2 separate regions of the Sus scrofa genome follow, and region 1 is linked to region 2. Evidence: chromatin contacts called from public HiChIP or PLAC-seq data. All regions are on one chromosome and are shown on one strand. Each heading gives the region's core, a stretch centred on a gene start, on an enhancer-like site or on the middle of the called end of the contact. The rest is flanking DNA. Distances are from core to core; before and after follow the strand shown. Region 1 holds the start of PSMC4 (26S protease regulatory subunit 6B). Region 2 holds the start of LOC100520248 (EP300-interacting inhibitor of differentiation 2).

Evidence for each region. HiChIP or PLAC-seq counts read pairs in DNA pulled down with a chosen protein or histone mark.
Region 1: an H3K27ac HiChIP or PLAC-seq map of alveolar macrophages shows a contact between it and region 2. The contact joins the promoter of PSMC4 here to the promoter of LOC100520248 in region 2. A contact is called at or near these places in 4 of 47 Hi-C or Micro-C datasets (embryonic fibroblasts, heart right ventricle, retroperitoneal adipose tissue and 1 more) and 1 of 2 datasets of contacts at active chromatin or transcription factors (alveolar macrophages).

The regions. Positions count from the first base shown.
Region 1 is chr6:48,403,096-48,409,816 of Sscrofa11.1, forward strand. It overlaps PSMC4 (26S protease regulatory subunit 6B), which reads left to right and starts at 3,142. Exons shown (of 11, transcript XM_021094383.1): 1 at 3,142-3,340; 2 at 4,194-4,292; 3 at 4,418-4,604; 4 at 5,904-6,050; 5 at 6,135-6,244; 6 at 6,346-6,439. The coding sequence starts at 3,305.
Region 2 is chr6:48,183,392-48,190,579 of Sscrofa11.1, forward strand. It overlaps LOC100520248 (EP300-interacting inhibitor of differentiation 2), which reads right to left and starts at 1,937. Exons shown (of 2, transcript XM_003127131.4): 1 at 1,653-1,937; 2 at 1-1,650. The coding sequence starts at 1,794. The coding sequence ends at 1,175.

The DNA of each region.
Region 1 (6,721 bases), core at 1,892-4,391, 220 kb after region 2:
CCTCTTCTACTCTGGGACCAAGCAAAGCTCTTCATGCCTGGGCCTTTGACAGTAATACTGGTGACAAGATAAATCTAGACCAGGTGTCATCTATCTACTGTATGAAGCCTACAGGTGAGGTTTATTTGGCCTGCCTGGTGTTTTTAAGTGTTCAAACATACTGTCAACATTTTAAAACTAGAAAATGTCCCTTGAACCTCTGGATTCCTGTCTTCGGTTGAAGCATCAAATCTGGCAGCAACGCACACTGGCATGGCTACGGCAGCTGGAGCTGAGTTTCAACCACTGCTTGTGGATGAGGAATAGGTCCTCTGCCAGCCCCCTGTCTTTACGGACTGGTCTGCTGGCTCCTGCACACACTTAGCTTCACCCAGGGCTCTAAAGCACAGATTCAGGAATACTCTCACTCAGAACAAGAGCTGCTCGGGGCTTCCGTTAGAAGGCAGTGTGGTCGAGAAGGAGAAAGCCCCGGACTTGAACCAGGAGAGTTAAATAGTCAGCTGGGCTGGTCCTGGCTCTAATTTGCCCACTGATAGATGACCTAGATGGGTGGTTCTTAACCACGAGATGGAAAGGAGGGTTATAATGAGAGGGCACAGGGAAAGGTGAGGCTAGCTTGAAGAAACTCCTTAAATGATTTGATGTTCTCTTTCTTGAGAAGAACTTGGCTCACCTGTGGAAGATCATCTGCAAATCCCAATAACTATCACGTGAGGTTACGAGCAAAGGCGCTGGATTTGAATGCCAGCTCCACCATTTAACTGCTGTGTGATCTTGGGTAAGTGACCTCCCATCTCTGAGCCTGGTTTCTCATGTAGGACCTGAGAAAGAGGATAACAGCTCCCACTTCAAATTCCACTTGAATCTGGGATTAAATCACAATATGTATAAAATCTAGCACAAGGTAAGCACTCTGTATAGTTACTTTCGCTATCTGCTTCCTAAGGTTGTTGTGAAGATTAAATAAGATAATGAGGTAAAATGCTTAGCAAAGAACCAGGTACACAGTATTCAAGAAATGGCTACCTATGATTATTCTCCACGAAGATTCCAAAGGATTGGATTCCATTGATTTATCATTGCAGAGGCGGCAGAGAGAACTTGGAGACAATTTGATGGGGCTTAGAAGAATAATGGCAAAGATAACATAGGTTTGAATCTGAAGTGTGGAAACTGGGAGAATAGGGAACAAGAGACAAGGAGGACGATGATGGATTCTGTTTTAAGTCACAGACTCTAAGACTCAAGTAGAAATCTGGGATGCCTTTTGGGTGTCAGGCAGAAAGCTGAAAGATGGAATTGAGAGCTGTCGACGCAGAGAAAAAAAAATGAAGGATTTGTTGCCATTGTTTTCCCTTTTATTTTGTGAAAATAAAAACAGTGGGACGTTGGAGTTCCCCCTGTGGCTCAATGGGATCAGCGGTGTCTCTGCAGCACCAGGACAAAGGTTCCATCCCCAGCCCAGCACAGTGGGTTAAGGATCCAGCATTGCCATAGCTGCTGCATAGGCAACTTGCATCTTGGATCTCATCCCTGGCCCAGGATCTCCATGTGCCATGGGGCAACCAAAATAGGAAAAACAAAAACAAAAAGACAAACCTACCCCTGAGGGTGGTGTAAGGATTCAGAGATCATGGTTTAAATTGCCTGGCTAAAAGAAGCATACAAAAGGGTGTCTGGTGTGACAACCCACCACACACCCAGGAGAATGGAAAAAATTTTTAAATAGAGACAATATCAAATGCATGCTCAATTGGTGGGAGTGTAAGTTAGTTTAGTTCGACAGCGTTTACTAAAGCTAAACACATACCTGCCCTCTGACCAGCAATTCTGCTCCTGAATGTGTTCCCATGTTTACCAAAGAAATGTACAAGCATATGTAGTATAGAACCAAACTGGAAGATATCCAGTTTTAGGTACACAATGGAAACCATACAGAAATGAAAACGAAAGAACTATCCCTACATACAGTATTATCGCACAAACATAATGTTAAGTAAAAGAAGCTAAATCACAGCATACACTGTATGGGGTCCCCAGAGAGTTGAAAACCGACAAAAGTAATCCATGGTAGAAATCAGGTCAGTGATAACTTTCAGAAGGGATGAGGGTGGCAGAAAAGAGAGTGCGCAGGGCTTCTGTGGTCTGCTAATGTTTGGTTTCTTGGTCTAAGGATTGGTTATATGGGGGTGTTCACTTTGTGTAAATTCGTTGAACTGTACGCTAATGATCTTTATATTTCTCTGAACTTACACTTGAACAAAGTTTACTTAACAAAACTGTAGCTGGAGTTCCCGTCCTGGCTCAGCGGTTAACAAACCCGACTAGCATCCATGAAGACACGGGTTCGATCCCTGGCCTCAATCAGTGCGTTAAAGATTCTGCGTTGGTGTAAAAGTCGCAGACGCGGCTGGGATTCCGCGTTGCTGTGGCAATAGCGTAGGCCGGCTGCAGCTACAGCTCAGATTTGACCCTAGCCTGGGTACCTCCATATGCCGCAACTGCGGCCTATAAGCCAAAAAGCCAAAAAGCCAAAAAAAAAAAAAAGGCAGAACAAAACTGTAGCTGGTGTGATGAGCAGCGGTGTACCCCCAGGGCCTGAAGCACAGGCTTTGGGAACAGACAGATGGGGGCCCCATTCTGGTTTCTGTCCCTGTAAAGGGAACATAAAGTCTGTCAAGATTCAATTAAGTTAAGCACCTAAGACTTAAGCACAGGGCCTGGTGTAGAGCTGCAGGTCTCCTGCGTGACCAAACTCCTGGCACTGCTGCTCTCACCTTCTCCAGCCCTAAAGCGTAGGTTCTACTTGATTCGCGGCTAATTCTCAGGGGCAGTCCAGGTCTTCCCGCCCCCGCGCAGGAGGCAATCCTCGGCCGCAGCCCAAGGCATCTCCAGCCCGACCACTAAATAAGAAAGAAGAGCACTTGGCCATGACATTCTAACAGACCTCTTGAGAAATTCCTCAAGTGAAAGAGAAAAAAGAGAACCGCTCCTCGGTTGGCAAGAACACACAAGCGGGAAGCGCCCGCGCGAGACCCCGTTACCGCAAGCTATTGCGCAAGCGCACCGCTCCAGGGCCCAGCGCGCGCGAGCCCGCAAGGAACCGAGTGCGCATGCGCACATATTGGGGCGGAGCCTAGGACGAGGTTTGCCCTTCCCTCCACCTGTCCGGCCCTTCCAGCCTTCTCTCGGTGGTGTCTTAAAACTACGTTTCCCAGAAGGCACCAGGTCCTGGCTTTCCGCTGGCGTCAGCGGAAGCGGTGACTGGATTAGGCCGGGCCACACAGAGGCCGGCTTGGTCACTATGGAGGAGATAGGCATCCTGGTGGAGAAAGCTCAGGTCCGGTGGGGTCTGGCTCTCGGGGAGAGGGGGAAGCCGACCTGCATGGGATGCTGCGTGACTTGCGGGATCCAGGCCTGGGTCTGAGTGATTTCGAAGGGCTCGGTAGAGAGCTTCGTGCCGTCCCGAGGCCTGGAGCGGGTGGTTGAGTGATGTTAGGAGGGCAGTAGCGCTCAGAAAGCGGGCTGGGGAAACGAGTGGCATTAGAGGTTCTTTGGGACTGAATAATTCCAAAGTTTAGCAGAGAGTGCTGTGACATCGGTGGCCCGGCGGAATTGGTCGGGTGATGAGTGATGAGCCTTGGCCGTGGGGCCGAATGATAGCAGAGGCTGGGCTGGGAGCTGACTGATATTCGGGGCTTAGCTGTTGTTTGAGGGCCGAGTAGTATCTGTGGTCTGGCCGAATGGTATTTGGGGCCTACCTGGGGAGCTGGATGACATTGGGGCCTAATGTGAGTTGGAGTTCTGTGACTTGAGGGATCTTTAGGGGGTAACTGAGTAATAATTCCAGGACAGTTTGAAGTCATGGTGACTTTAACAGTCAACTGAGAGGGCCGGAACCTGCTTTGGGGTGGGGGGCGCTGGAGGGCATTGGGGGTCTAGTAAGTAGTTGATTTAGGCCCTCGTTGGGAATTGGGTGACATTGGGGACATGATAGCAAAAGACCTGTTTGGAAGGTTGGTTGACCTAGGGGCTTGTTAGTAGCTGAATGACTTCAGGAACCTGTTTAGGTGGCTGAGAGCTTTCCAGAATCGATTTAGTGGCCAAGTGCCTTTATGCTGAAGTGGGAAGGGGACTCTAGATTTTTTCATAAGGGGACCCTCTTCCAAACTGTGTTTCCCTCCATGGTCTAGGATGAGATCCCAGCTCTGTCTGTGTCACGGCCCCAGACTGGCCTGTCCTTCTTGGGGCCTGAGCCTGAGGACCTGGAGGACCTGTACAGCCGCTACAAGGTACAATTCAGACCCAATCCGGACACTGCTCTGGGCCCAGCATCCCATACTTTCCCCACCTTTCACCACTCCTTGGGTCAGCAAGGCCTGGAGCCATACCCTGCCTCTCTCCTCTCTGTTCACAGAAGCTGCAGCAAGAGCTGGAGTTCCTGGAGGTGCAGGAGGAGTACATCAAGGATGAGCAAAAGAACCTGAAGAAGGAATTCCTCCACGCCCAGGAGGAGGTGAAGCGAATCCAAAGCATCCCACTAGTTATCGGGCAGTTTCTGGAGGCTGTGGATCAGAATACAGCCATCGTGGGCTCCACCACAGGTGCGTGGGGGCAGGGGCTGTTTCCTCATCTGTCCATGCAACAGCCGTTAACTGTTTCCTACCATGTGCCAGGAACTTAGCACGGCAAACGAGGCAAGACAGTGTAATGGTGTCTTTCAAAGTATTTTGATCTGATACAAGAGTGGAAATGTGTTTCATATTTTCTTTTTGTGTGTGTGCGTGTATATAACATATAGTAAAAGTTTGGCCAAACAATGGTTAGTCTTACTATGTGTGACAGGCTCTAATTCGTTTTCAACCCTGTTCTCATCATGACTCTGTAAACTACTACTGGATTAGGACCTGTAGTTTGAAAGCATAGGTGATGTGTTAAGAGACTGGGCTTTGGTAAGGACTCTGTATACAGTACCTGCTGTTGCTAACATGGATCTAGGCTCTGCCTTCATGATGGTCATTGTCTCTGTGTCTGATCTGTTTCTTCCTGTTTCTGGCCTCTGCTCCTCGAGACCAAGCCGTATTCTTGTAAAGCTTGTGGGGAAAGGTGTGTGACTGGGCAATGAAATTGCACTGATGGGCTGGTTGTGAGGTAGTGAAGGGAGGGAGATGTCTAAAATGAGGCTTGTGTCTTTGGTCTATAGCACGGAGGGGGACAGTGGGGTGATCCCTGAGATGGTGCCTTAGGCAGAAAAGCGGTTTGTGGGGAGACGGTGAGGGCAGTCTGAGACATCACTGCCTGGGAGGTGTCTGGGAGGCTGCTGGACAGCCAGGTCTGAAGGTCAGGAGAGAGACTGAGGCTAGACAGAGATGCGTGTCATAAATGTAGAAAGTGGACCGGAGGCCCAGTGAGCAGAGTCTGGTGCAGAGACCTGGATGAAAAGGATGGCGCTGAATCAGGGCAGGGTCCTTGGGAAGGAGAGAGGGATTGGCTGGAGAAACATTTCTGGAGGTGGGTGGAAGGCCATAGTGACTGATGGGCTGTGGAGAGAAGCAGAGAAAGGTCCAGGATGGGCCGTAGGGCTCTGGCTAGTGACGATTAGGGATCACTGGCCTCCCAGGGACAGAGTCCTAGAAAGAGCAGCACCATGCGGGGTGGGGGGGAGGTGTCACTGAGAACACATTGAGACACAGGGAGTGAGACATGCCCTGAGGACATTGTAGGAGGCTGCTGGTCACCCAGGGTTGGAGCTCGAAAGAGGCAGGGCTGTAGACAGACAGGGAAGCTGTCAATGTGCATGTGGGCTGTGGAAGGGAGGAGGCAAGACCGGAAGCCAGGGGCAGGGGACAGTGTTGAGGTTCGGGCACGTCTCATTTTCCCCTCTCCCTGTCTTCTTCCCAAAGGCTCCAACTACTATGTGCGCATCCTGAGCACCATTGATCGGGAGCTGCTCAAGCCCAATGCCTCGGTGGCGCTCCACAAGCACAGCAATGCCCTGGTGGATGTGCTGCCTCCCGAGGCCGACAGCAGCATCATGATGCTCACCTCAGGTGAGGGGGAGCCCAGGGCCGAGGAGGCCTGAAGGGACCCTGCGGGCCAGGCTGAGGACCCAGCTGTGCTCTCTCTCCCACCAGACCAGAAGCCAGACGTGATGTACGCGGACATCGGGGGCATGGACATCCAGAAGCAGGAGGTGCGGGAGGCCGTGGAGCTCCCGCTTACACACTTCGAGCTCTACAAGCAGGTGAGGAGCTGGAGCCGCCAGAGAAGGGAGAGGCTGCCCCACGGGTCTCGAGGTGGCGATGGACTCCCTGGCTCATCCTCTCCTGCCCCTCTGTGCTTCAGATCGGCATCGACCCTCCCCGAGGCGTCCTCATGTACGGCCCGCCCGGCTGCGGGAAGACCATGTTGGCAAAGGCTGTGGCTCATCACACGACAGGTGAGCTGCCGGGCCCCTCTCCTGAGCTCTGCCCTCCCGGGCTCTCAGCGCTCTCCTCCTCCCCAGGAAGCAGTGATGACGAGCACGGACGCCGGGGTCAGAGCCCCAGCGTGCGTCTTACTGCCGGTGCTGTCCTGGGGAGGCAGCTTCATTCTCGTACCTCTGTGTCCTCATCGGACAGAACCCTCCCTTCACAGCACGCTTGTGAATTCATTAAACGGTGCCACCTTTTTCCTACTGTGGGTCCTGACCCACCAGTAATTATGAATTCAAACCCATGGG
Region 2 (7,188 bases), core at 687-3,186:
TGTGGCATAGGTTGCAGCTCTGGCTTGGATTTGATCCCTAGCCTGGGAATTTCCATATGCTGTAGGAGCAGCCAAAAAAAAAGAAAAAAGAAAAAAAGAATGAGGAAATGTAGTGGATTGTAAGCTCTTACTGAAAATGCAATGCATAAAACAATAAACATAATTTGCTAACTTTTGTGAAGAAATGAAAAAAACCCCCAGATTTGTATTTGCTTGTGTAGACATACAGGGAGACTGTAAACACAGGAAAGGTACTGTGGGAGTTCCCTTCGTGGCTCAGAGGTTAATGAAACTGACCAGTAACCATGGGGTTGCGGGTTCGAGCCCTGGCTTCGCTCAGTGGGTTAAGGATCCAGTGTTGCCGTGAGCTGTGGTGTAGGTCATAGACCCAGCTGGATTTGGAATTGCTGTAGCTGTGGCGTAGGTCCGAGGCTACAGCTCCGATTAGACCCCTAGCCTGGGAACCTTCATATGCTGCAGGTGTAGCCCTAAAAAAAACAAAAAAAAAAACCAAAAAAAGAAAGAAAAGGTACTGTGGTTACAGCTGGGGATTGTGCTGGTACCCTGGTGGAGGGGGAGAGGGATGGAAGACTTTTCACTGTACATTTTATATTCTGGGGGCATACAGAGTATGTACCAAACTGAATGAGAAGAGAAATCCAGAAATTTCAGATATTCCTGAATATAATTTATCATGTAATATATACAGTATTGACTTTGCTTGCCATTTGAAATGCCTCAGAAAACACCATCAATCTTACACTCACAGCTATTGAATCTGATATGAAGGAAGCACATATTCTGACCATTTCAAGTTCCCTCGTGACCTTCCTGTCCTAATGACTCAGCCGGAACTCATATTCCTACCATGGCTATTTGATAACTTCTTTCACCATCATGGGCTCTATTCGTGGCAGCTCTTCCTCATCAAGTCTCAGTTTTATGAAGCAGTTTTGAAAGGCATTTTCCACGATGCAGGGAAAAGAATCTGGAACAATCACAAATCCAAAGGACATTTTCAAGGAAATGTTTTCTTGTCTGATGCTTTTCATGAGAAGTTTCCTTTTAAGCGGTGCCATGCCTTATTCTCCCATACTCTGACTTTTTAAAAATCAAGTTACAGGATTGGTCTAACACATTTTGAATGCACTGGTTCTTCTTGAAGCAGTTTCAGCTATTCTCTACTGATATACTTATCACAACCAAGTTCTTCTATGAGTGGATTGATAATTTCAGATGCAGTCAGACCTACAGTAAACGTTAAAACATCAAAATCCATCCTCTGAGGATTCCGCTGATATTCGGCATCAAACGCCGCTTCCCTTGCTCTGCAGGCTTCCACAAACCTCCTGCGGCGTCCTTCCAGCTCCTGTATTCTGCCCGGAGCTATGGGGTAGTGTTCCAGATAGTGGCGGAGGAACTGCTGGTAATTAATTCCTAGAATGCCAAGTGGGTGACGGAGGCGGAGATAGGGCAACGCATTCAAGCCTGGCCCGTTCCCGGGCCTAGACCGGGGTCTGCCCTCAGGACCCTCTTCCTCCGCAGGCTCCGCCAACAATCGAGCGACCTCTGCCATTCGGGCTCCCCTGGGCGCCGCCCCCGGACTCTCCCGGGCCTGCTCCATCAGGCCTTGCCTGGCGGCCGCCATCGACCTTCGCTGGCCGCCTCCGGCTGAGCCAGGGCCGGCTCCCGTCTCCCGCCGCCTACCTCTGATTGCGGGACGTCGCCGTAGTCATTCGTCGCGCCTGTCAGCGTGATACTGCTGTCTGCGGGCGGCTCGGGCAGCTCGGACATCTCCAACCGCGCTCTCAGCTCGGCAGCTCTCAAACTGGATTAATCGCGCTGCGCTATCAGGGACGTGCGCGTGCGGGAGCGCTGGGCACACAGGTAAACGCGGTGTGCGCGCAAAACCGGTGAACGCGTAGTCTGCGGCTGAACCCGAGAGCACTGCGCATGCGTCCTCCCCGCGCGCCCGCGAGCCTCCAGGTGCCACCTAGCGGCCAGAAGTGCCAACACGTCTGAAACTGTCCCCTTCACCCTGGAAGGGCTAAGTTGAGCCTTGTTTTATATTTAGACCTTTTTTTTTTCATTTATAATGTTTTTTATTTTGTCCATTATAGCTGGTTTACAGTGTTCTGTCAATTTTCTACTATACAGCAAGGTGACCCAGTCACACATACATGTGTACATTCTTTCTTCTTACATTATCATGCTCCATCATAAGTGACTAGACATAGTTCCCAGTGCTATAGGGCAGGATCTCATTGCTTATCCATTCCAAAGGCAATAGTTTGTATCTATTAACCCCAGACACCCAGTCAATCCCCCTCCCCCACGGCAACTACAAATCTGTTCTCCAAGTCCATGCATTTCTTTTCTGTGGAAAGGTTCATTTGTGTCGTATATTAGATTCCAGATATAAGTGATATCATATGGTATTTGTCTTTCTCTTTCTGACTTATTTCACTTAGTATGACTCTCTAGATCCATCCGTGTTGCTGCAAATGGCATTATTTTGTTCTTTTTAATGGCTGAGTAGCATTCCATTGTTGTTGTTGTTGTATTTTTTATATATTAGCTATGATAAGTGTGAGTACGCAAGACACAACCATGAGGTCGAACTAAAATAAATATGTTAAATAAAAAAAAATCATTTTAGTATCGTAACTGCGACGAATCACATCTTCTTAATCCAATCATCTGTCAATGACATTTAGGATGTTTCCATGTCTTGGCTATTGCGAATAGTGCTGCCATGAACATGCGGGCACATGTATCCTTTTCAAGGGAAGTTTAGTCCGGATATATGCCCAAGAATGGGATTGCTGGGTCATATGGTAGTTCTATGTATAGTTTTCTAAGGTACCTCTATACAGTTTTCCATTGTGGTTGTACAAATTTACATTCCCACCAACAGTGCAGGAGGGTTCCCTTTTTCTACACCCTCTCCAGCATTTGTTATTTGTGGACTTATTAATGATGGCCATTCTGACTGGTGAGAGGTGGTACCTCATGGTAGTTTTGATTTGCATTTCTCTAATAATCAGTGGTGTTGAGCATTTTTTCATGTGCTTATTGGCCATCTGTATATCTTCTTTGGAGAAATGTCTATCCAAGTCTTTTGCCCATTTTTCAGTTGGGTTGTTGGCTTTTTTGCTGTTGAGTTGTATAAGTTGTTTGCATATTTTAGAGATTAAGCCCTTTGTCTGTTGCATTGTTTGAAACTATTTTCTCCCATTCTGTAAGTTGTCTTTTTTTTAATGGTTTCCTTGGCTGTGCAAAACCTTGTCGGTTTGATTAGGTCCCATTGGTTTATTTTTGCTTTTATTTCTGCTTCTTGGGAGACTGACCTGAGAAAAACATTTGTAAGGTTGATATGAGAGAATGTTTTGCCTGTGTTCTCTTCTAGGAGTTTAATGGTGTCTTGTCCTACATTTAAGTTTTTAAGCCATTTTGAGCTTATTTTTGTGTATGGTGTGAGGGTGTGTTCCAGTTTCATTGATTTACATGCAGCTGTCCAGTTTTACTATTTACACTTTTTTATTTTTTTATTTTTATTTATTTATTTATTTATTTTTTGTCTTTTTGTCCTTTGTTGTTGTTGTTGCTATTTCTTGGGCCGCTCCCGCGGCATATGGAGGTTCCCAGGCTAGGAGTTGAATCGGAGCTGTAGCCACCGGCCTACGCCAGAGCCACAGCAACGGGGATCCGAGCCGCGTCTGCAACCTACACCACAGCTCACGGCAACGCTGGATCCTTAACCCACTGAGCAAGGGCAGGGACCGAACCCACAACCTCATGGTTCCTAGTCGGATTCGTTAACCACTGCGGCACGACGGGAACTCCTATTTACACTTTTTTAATATACAGAAGGAAAGTCTCACACGATTGCTTCCTGTTGGCTTTCCCAAGATTACATCCTAGGAGTCCTCTCCCTAACCTTCTTGTTCTCCAGTGATTATAATGCCACCTCTATTATATACCAAGATAGCCTAGATTCACCAGTTATTTTGGGGATGGGTGGGGTTCTTTTTTTTTTCCCATTTATTCATTTGTCTATCTTCACCATAGCAATCCTCTTAACTAATTAAGCTTTTAATAATTTCCCCTGTTATTTAAAAAATTGCTTTAGTTATTCTTGGACTTTTTTTGGGGGGGGCACCAGCCATTGAGCAGCTTGATGGGGGATCTTCTGCAGCCTGGCTGCAGAAGTGAAAGCCCCAAATTTCAGCCACTGGACCACCAGGGAACTCCTTGGACATTAATTTTTTTTCTAAATCTTTTTTTTTTTTGCTATTTCTTGGGCCGCTCCCGCGGCATATGGAGGTTCCCAGCCTAGGGGTCGAATTGGAGCTGTAGCCACTAGCCTACGCCAGAGCCACAGCAACGCGGGATCCAAGCCGCGTCTGCGACCCACACCACAGCTCACGGCAACGCTGGATCCTTAACCCACTGAGCAAGGGCAGGGACCGAACCTTCAACCTCATGGTTCCTAGTCAGATTCATTAACCACTGCCCCACGAAGGGAACTCCTCTAAATCTTTTTGTACAATATCACGTGTAGAAAAATATACGAAATATAAATAGACGGCAGAATGATTTATCACAAAGTGAACATCCATGTAACCATTACTTGGGTCAAGAAACTGAATATTTCTAGTATTTCAGAATCCTTTCCCCCCTCTTATCACTGTCCTCTTTTCTACCCAGAGATGACTACTATCTGGATACGTATGGTAATCATTTCCTTGCTTTTCTTTTAGTTTTACTATCTAGGGGTGCATTCCTGATACTGAGTTTAGTTTTGCTTGGTTATTGAATTTTATATACTCTTTTTTTTTTTTTTTTAGCTTTTTAAAGCCACACTTGTGGCATATGGAAGTTCCCAGGCTAGGGAATGAATCGGAGCTGCAGCTGCCGGCCTACACCACAGCCACAACAATGCGAGATCCGAGCTGCGTCTGCAACCTACACCACAACTCACAGCAATGCCGGATCTTAACCCACTGAGAGAGGCCAGGGATCAAACCCGAATCCTCATGAATCCTAGTCAGGTTCGTTAACTGCTGAGCCACAACGGGAACTCCCTGAATTTTACGTATTCTTGTATCTAGTTTATTTCACACAGTTTTTTGATGAGATTCACTCTTTGTGTGTGTGTGTGTGTGTGTGTGTGTGCATGCGTGCACGTGAGCCTTTTTTTTTGTTTTGTTTTTTTGCTGCACCTGTGGCTTGTGGAAGTTTCCAGGCTGAGGACTGAATCTGTGCCAGAGCAACAACCTGAGCCACTGCAGTGACACTGAGCTGCGCAGTGACAACACTGGATCCTTAGCCCACTGAGCCACAGGGGAACTCCTTCCAGAAGAATTTAGAGGAAACATAGAGGGACTACAACTTGCTAGATTTGGGGAGAAAAGCTCTTCTTACACCCCTCCAGCCACAAAATGTTGTCAAAATGAAAAAGAGCCTAAGAGTAGATCAAATTAAAGGTGTGGCTTTTTGACCCTTTGCTAGGAGTTCAAAAATATGAAGCAGTGCCTAGGAGCATCTCTCAGTTATGGGGATGGTCTCGCAGAAGCCTGAGCTTAAAATAGCAAGAAATCCAGGGGAAAAGTTGTGTTTCCCCCCCAGCTGTATTGAGATGAAATCACACTGTGTAAGTTTAAATTGTACAGTGTGATGGTTGAAACACATATATATTTTAAAGTCATTACGATAAGGTTAGTTAACCCTTTCATCACTGCACATAACTTCCTTTTTTTTTTTTTCTTGGTAATGAAAACATTTAAGTTCTCCTCTTTTAGCAAGTTTCAAGTGTATAATGTTGTTAATACTAAGCATCGTGATGATCCTTAGATCCCCAGGGCTTATTCATCTGCTAAATGGATGCGTGTGTCCTTTGTCCAATATCTCCCCCTGTGCCTGCCTCCCAACACCCAGCAACCATCAGTCTCCTCTCTGCTTCTACGGGTTTGGCTTTTTTAGTTTCTTCATACAAGTGATATCATACAGTATCTGTCTGTCTGTTCTTTCTTTCTTTCTTTTTTGCTTTTTAGGGCCACACCCATGGCATATGGAAGTTCCCAGGCTAAGGGTCAAATCAAAGCTACAGCTGCTGGCCTATGCCACATCACAGCCATGCCAGATTTGAGCTGGGTCTGTGACCTACACCACAGCATGTGGCAACGCCGGATCCTTAACCCCCTGAGTGGGATCCAGGGATTGAACCCACATCTTCACGGATACAACTTCAGTTCCCACAACGGGAACTCCAGTATCTGTCTTTCTCTGACATCTCACTTAGAATAATGCCCTCAAGGTCCATTCATGTTGTCGAAAATGGCAAGATTTCTGCTTTTCATTATAGAAAAATATTCCAAAAATAGTCCATTATATATCTATTTCAATCTCTCTCTCTCTCTCTCTCTCTCTATATATATATATCTATCTATCTATTTCTATTGGTCATTAATCACATCTCTTTATCCATTCATCTGCAGACAGAAATCGATGGTTGGTTGTTTCCATATCTTGACTTTTGTGAATAATGCTGCAGTCTACACTGGAGAGCAGCTATGTCTTTGAGATCTGGGTTTCATTTCCTTTGGATATATATCCAGAAGTGTGGAATTGCTGGATCATCTGGTAGCTCTATTTTTAAAAAGGAATTTCCATACTGTTTCCATTGTGGCTCTGCCAGTTTGCATGCTCATCAAGAGTGCATGAGGTTTCCCTTTTCTCCACCTTCTTGCCAAGACCTGTCCTATCTTGTCTTCTTCATGATCGCCATTCTAACAGGTGTGAGTTATAACTCATTGTGATTTTGATTTACATTTTCCTGAGGATTAGCGATGCTGAGCATCTTTTCATGTTCTTGTTGGCTATTTGTATATCATCTTTGGAGAAATGTTCATTCAAGTCTTCTGCCCATTTTAAGATCAGATTGTTTGCTTTTTGCAATTGAGTCGTCTGAGTAATTCATATATTTTGGATATTAACCCTTATCAGATAGATGATTTGCAAATTTTTTCCCCCCATTTTCTAGGTTGCCTTTTCACTTTGTCGATTGTTTCCTTTGCTGCGCAGGAGTTTTTGGTTTGATGTAGTTCCACATATTCACGTATTTTTGCTTTTGATGTCATATCCTGAGTTTTTATTTTATTTTTGTTTTGTTTTTTAGGGCCGTAC